2 separate regions of the Mus musculus genome follow, and region 2 is linked to region 1. A link is a contact called in public HiChIP or PLAC-seq data. All regions are on one chromosome and are shown on one strand. Each heading gives the region's core, a stretch centred on a gene start, on an enhancer-like site or on the middle of the called end of the contact. The rest is flanking DNA. Distances are from core to core; before and after follow the strand shown.

The links. HiChIP or PLAC-seq counts read pairs in DNA pulled down with a chosen protein or histone mark.
Region 2: a contact with region 1 is called in a FOXA1 HiChIP or PLAC-seq map of pancreatic cancer cells. The contact joins the promoter of Art3 here to the enhancer-like site in region 1. A contact is called at or near these places in 1 of 484 Hi-C or Micro-C datasets (the N1E-115 cell line), 2 of 115 datasets of contacts at active chromatin or transcription factors (microglia and pancreatic cancer cells) and 2 of 9 other capture datasets (adipose tissue and liver).

The regions. Positions count from the first base shown.
Region 1 is chr5:92,102,280-92,105,244 of GRCm38.p6, forward strand. It overlaps a transcript of G3bp2 not described here. Among named protein-coding and RNA genes, the nearest start is that of G3bp2, 20 kb to the left of the region's middle. Within about 2 kb of position 1,697, at least 62 of the 459 cell types and tissues checked have an H3K27ac peak or open chromatin away from gene starts, as enhancers often do. A contact at or near this core is called in adipose tissue and pancreatic cancer cells, where this site is marked.
Region 2 is chr5:92,385,148-92,388,272 of GRCm38.p6, forward strand. Art3 (ADP-ribosyltransferase 3) reads left to right here and starts at 1,740. Exons shown (of 10, transcript NM_001370591.1): 1 at 1,740-1,844; 2 at 2,987-3,064. The coding sequence starts at 2,996.

The DNA.
Region 1 (2,965 bases), core at 447-2,946:
GCAACATGGGCTACCTAGTGAGTTCCAGGGCAGCCTAGGCTACAGTGTAAGACCTGTCCTTACAAATAAACAAACAAGATAAATGCAAAATCCTACCACTTTCTCTTTTTTTCTTTCCCTTCAAAGCCCAGATATTTTTTGGGGGAAAAGGAGAATAGAAGAGTCTCCCAAGCTGGCCTTGAATTCATTGGACAGTGAGGATGGCCTTAACTCCCAATCCTCTGGCTTCAGTGTCCCAAGAGCTGAGATCACGGTTACCCAAGTAACCGCAGCACGCACACATAGGGATCAGTATTTATCACGCAGGCTCCTGTGACCAAGTTTCCCTCTCTTCTCCTGCAGCTTTGTACCTATTACCCACCAGGTGTCTTGGCCTAAGTTAGGGGACACCCTGTGCTCTGAACTTGTCTACAGAAAATGGCTCTGCTTTAGGTGACCTCCCAGGCATCCAGACCACCTGTCCATCCATTCTGAGTTTGGCTCTCCCTGTGTATTGTTTTTATGGCTAATAAAAAGCGAAATGTGCTGGGTGTGGTGGCGCACACCTTTAATCCCAGCACTCGAGAGGCAGAGGCCGTTGGATTTCTGAGTTCAAGGTCAGCCTGGTCTACAAAGTAAGTTCCAGGACAGCCAGGGCTACACAGAGAAACCCTGTCTTGAAAAAGAAGAAAAAAAAAAAAAAAGCGAAATGCACTTGGAAGCACTCTTTGAATTACAGGATCGAGCATTTGAGCCAAAGAGATGAAGAGGCCGCATGCTGATGAAGACAGGACACATTGGACCCAAACTGAGAGAATGCCCACGATTTGGCTGTAGCCTTCAATGAGAGGTAGAAACCAGACAGCCAGGAGTTAAGACAATATGTGGTGAGGAAGTCAGAGCGCCCGAGAAAATCCGTTGATATTTATGGTAGTTGAGTGAGGTTTGAGCTGTGTTTGTTTTGGCTGTAGAGTTGCCAGGGCTACGACAAGCACAGGCTGAACTGTTCTGTGACCACCTTTGATGTCTGAAGCTCAAATCATCTATTCTCTCCTCCCTTCCTCTCTCCTTCTTCCTCTCCCTCCCACCTGTGTGTGTGTGTGTGTGTGTGTGTGTGTGTGTGCATATGTGTAGGGGGCTTTGGAATTAGAGGGGGCATTCGAGAATGCTTGGCTTTTGCTCAGGTACTGATGATCCAAACTCAAGTCTCCTGCTGGAGGAAGCAAACATTTTCCCGTTGAGCCATCTTCTCTCCTGGTCCTCCTCCTAGCCTAGTTCCCGGGTGCTGGGATTCCAGACAGGCACTGCCACAACTGTCTGCATCACTTACTCTTATAATTTTGGTTGTGAGCCTAGCCTTTAACGGCTGAGCCATCTCTCCAGCCTGCATCACTTACTCTTAATTGGTCCTGGGGAAACATTGATCCTGTCATATACCTTCTCCTTCCAAGGAGAAGACAGCAGCTTATGTGGGTTCGACACGAGGTGGGACTCGAACCCACACTCACTCATATGCCTGTGCCTGCCCACAACCACAGCAACACAGACCGTGGATGACAAAGGCTCTCAGTGCCCACTGCCTGGGGACCACAGGAGGACCGTCAAAGAGCAGGCTATGTGAGAGAAGGGAGGCTACGTCCTTTCCTGTTTTGTACACTTGTGTTCAGCCACCAGCATCCCGCGGCCCTGGCAGAAATCAGTTCATTTACCAGCCTACAAGCAGTTGTTCCCAGTCGTCAGTGTCGTCACGGAATGAGGACTAAGTCGCGACTGAGGACACCAATGGGCAGCCTGCTAATTTTATAAATGTCATCCTTCCCCACAGCTCCCAGTTCACGTACGCACTGGGCGTGAAGATAAACTCAGCATTTTCCACAAGGCAGGTGCCCAGACAGACTCGCTTAAGCAGTTAGAAATTGGCAGCTCCTGGTAAAGACAAGCTGGAGGGAAGCCTCCTCCCCCTCCCCCTCCCCCTCCTCCTTGCCCTCCTCCATGCAAAAGTAGAGGCTGGGAGTGAAGCTTGGTGGGGGAACACCTGCTAGTGTGCTCCAGAGCCTGGGTTCAATCATAAGCATAGCAGGAAGAAAAAGACATTCAGAATTTATTTTTATCCACTATCATAGAATAAATGAAGATGTGTGTATCTGTGTGTGTGTGACAAAGAAAATAAGACAACCAAGAGAATGCTGTCTGGGAAAGCACAAACCACGAAATGGATGCATTTTGGTAAAATCTTGACAAATGAGCAAGCAATGTGTGGCAAATGTGCCAGGACTGGGGAGGTAGAGGCAAAAGGATCAAAAGTTTCAAGGTGCCGGGCATGGTAGCTTAATCCCAGCACTCCGGAGGCAGAGGCAGGAGGATTTCTGAGTTCCAGGCCAGCCTGGTCTACAAAGTGAGTTCCAGGACAGCCAGGGCTATACAGAGAAACCCTGTCTCAACACCCCCCACCACCACCACCACCAAAAAAGTTTCAAGGTGACCCTTGTCTAGATGCAAAGTTCACAGCCAGCCTCGGGTACTTGAAACTATCTCAACAACAAAGAAACAAACAAAAACTGTAGCTGAAATTACATCTCTAAAATTTCCTTTGAAATAATAAATGTAGGCGTTTGAGTAATGATAATGAACAAATGAGATGAGCCGTGGGCCTATAATTTAATCCAAATAACAGATTTAGGATCTTTTTTTTTTTTTAAAGATTTATTTATTATTTTATGTAAGTATACTGTAGCTGTCTTCAGACACACCAGAAGAGGGAGTCAGATCTTGTTATCTGATGGTTGTGAGCCACCATGTGGTTGCTGGGATTTGAACTCTGGACCTTCGGAAGAGCAGTCGGGTGCTCTTACCCACTGAGCCATCTCACCAGCCCCCAAATAACAGATTTAGAACACTCTTCTCACTATGGTTATCTGTCTGTCTTTTTTTTTTTTTTTTGAGACAGTTCTCACTATATCGACCAAGCTAGTCTGGAACTCACAGA
Region 2 (3,125 bases), core at 490-2,989, 280 kb after region 1:
CCATGGCGGCAGTCCTGGCAGCCAGCAGCCAGTCATGGTGCTGAAGCAGTAGCTGAGAGCTTACCTCTGAGCTACGAGCATGAAAGAGACAGAGACAGGGCCTGGAGTGTGGGCTTTTGAAAACTCAAAGCCCGTCCCCAGTGACACACCCCCTCCAATAAGGCCACACATCCTAGTCTTTCCCAAATAGCTCCAACAACTTGGGATTAAGCATTCAAATACAGGAGCCTGTTGGGGCCATTCTCGTTCAAACAGCTGCCATGTGGGTTCAAGCCAGTATTTTCCATTGCTGAGCCTTAGCTCAAGCCCCCAAGACAAATTTCTTATTTAAAAAAAATGAGAGCATGGGAGATAGAAAATGCTTGCCTTGTAAGTGAGAAGTTCTGAATTCAGATCCCCAGCCCACATAGAAATCAGAAGCCAAGAGGGTCCCTGGAGCTCACTTGCCACCCAGCCTAGCAAAGTCATTTTAGGTTCAGTGAGGAACCCTGTCTCAGAAAACGAAATGGAAAAAACACTGTGACCAAAAGCAACCTGGGGTCATCTTGTTCATCTCTAAGGGAGGTTAGAGCGAGAACTCAAGCAGGGCAGGAACCTAGAGGCAGGAACTGATGCAGAGGCCATGAAAGAGGGCTGCTTACCAGTTTCCTCATGGCTTGCTCAGTCGGCTTTCATTGTGGGACCACACCCACAATGAGCTGGATCTTCCCCAACCAATGAATTGTACTAGGCTAATGGGATCTCTCTCTCATTCTCTCTCTCTCTCTCTCTCTCTCTCTCTCTCTCTCTCTCTCTCTCTCTCATAGATTTGTTTATATGACTACACTTTAGCTGTCTTCAGACACACCAGAAGAGGGCATCAGATCCCATTAGGAATGAATGGTTGTGAGCCACCATGTGATTTGCTGGGAATTGAACTCAGGACCTCTGGAAGAGCAGTCAGTGCTCTTAACCTCTGAGCCATCTCTCCAGCCCAGGGGGCCAGGGGTGGGGGGTGTGTTTTCTCAATTGAGGTGCCCTCTTGCCAAATGACTCTAGCTGGCATCAAGGCGACAGAAAACCAGCCAGCATCTGTCCTTGTTCAAAGAGTGTTCTAGATGCTGGCATCCCCAGCTTCCTTCCTGCCAGTGTTCTCGGTTGGACTTTCATTGGCCTTCGTTTATCCTGAGCAGTTGTTACCTGATTGGGTCTGGGGACACACACATAGTAGTGACTGCCAAACCAGCTTCAGTACTGTGCTCAGCTTGTTTGTGTGTCTCAGTGCCTGGCGCAGTACCTGAACCGCAGTCAGCTGGTTGAGTGGTGATAACCATCACTGTTGACAGTGTTTAACAAGTGAGCCCCCTTGCTGTGGGTGTCATCTAATAGAGGACAGTCCAGCCTTCCCTCTAGCATATGAGTGTCAAAGGCTCAGTTGTTGGGAACTGACCACCCCGCCACCCTACCCACCCAGTCCCATTCCCCCAACTACACACACACACACACACACACACACACACACACACACACACACTGCTCCAAAGGAGTCCAGGGCTGGGTTCAGAACTGAGCATGCTCTGTGGCGGGGGACATTGCTGTGGATTCACAGACCTCTTGGAGACTTAGTGTTAACAGCAGTGGTTCCAGGGCAGAGTGTGGCGACCGACCGGATATAAATAGCAGGGCAGAAGTTGACTAATGAGCCACTGCCAAGCTACCACTAGGGGTGTTATAAAAAGAAAAGCATTCCCAGGCAGCTCACTGTCAACAACATCCTATCCTGGAGGGAAGTTCTCCACAGCAGAGTGGGAATCCGGTGTGAGACAGGGCATCATTTAAACTTCCTGCAGAGGCACAAACGCCAGGTAAACATTTTGATTTATTTGCACCCAAACTGCAGAAAGGAAGACCAGGGAAACCCTGGCCCACGGCTGGCTTGGCACGTGCTGCCCATGGGTATTCCTTAGACTTTTTGAGAGGGAAGTTTGACACAGAGTAGCATCTTAAAATAACTACAGATATTTTAATAGCTTTAGATAAAAGGACTGCTTTTGAAGACAGGAACCTGGGACCTGGATGGATTACAACAAGAAAGACTGCCCTTCCTTCCCCTATGCTGTTTATTATCTCATTCAGAATCCAGATGATGATGTTTGGTTAAAAAAAAATACAGGAAAATAGAGGCTTCATTTGAGTTACAGCAATGGCAGCAGCTTTGCTGGAGCATTATGTATGTGAGAGACCGGAGGCTAACAACCTGTGTCACTGGTTGAGTCGGTTAATGGCTCCGGATAGCTTCAGCCAGTGAGGATTCTTGCCCTCCTGTCTATCCCTTACGCTGCCACAAATACCGGAATGGGTATTGGGCGCCCAGCCAGGACAATGATAGAATCTTGTTAGAATCACTGCCTTCGAAGGGCTCCTGAGTCTGTTCCTATCGTCAGGACATTCCACACTGGCTCGACCTCTGGCTTGTGTTGATTGTGAAGAGTTGGAGGAGGGAGGTCACCTCAGGCGAACAGCTTTGTACTGCTGCTGACCTCATGTCTCCGCTCCCACCCAAGTGGGCATGCTCTAACTTGCAAAGCGAACGGAAGAGCGGAAGCTTCACATGGGAAAGTTTCTAGACCATTCTTAGAAACTGGGAGTGAGAATGAGAGCATGGTGGTTTTAGTTTGTGTTGTTTCCTGTGAGTGCTCAGGGGACATTTAGAGATTGGGAGGAAAAGGTCTCTCTGGAGGGAGAGGTCTGTCTAGAGTTATGTGGAAGTAGACTTGGAAGCACTAAAGTTCTCTGCAGTTTTGCATTGACATCTCTAGAACAAACTGTTAGACACCTGGATAACATTGAATGCCTCTTATAGTCATAGGAATGTATTTGATAATCACTGCGACTATCACAATATCTATCCAGAATGAAAAAATATGCAACATCACCTTATCCAGTTCCGTTTCCCTAAACCCTCTTTGTTAAGTTTACTGAATTAACGTTTTTCATTCTAATCCAGACGTGAAAAATGAAGATGGGACATTTTGAAATGGTCACCACGCTGCTGGCAGCCGCAGTTCTAATGGACATCTTCCAGGTAATGAAGGGAACGGGAAGCATGCTCGCTCCCTGGGCTGGGAACCCTGTAACACAGCCTG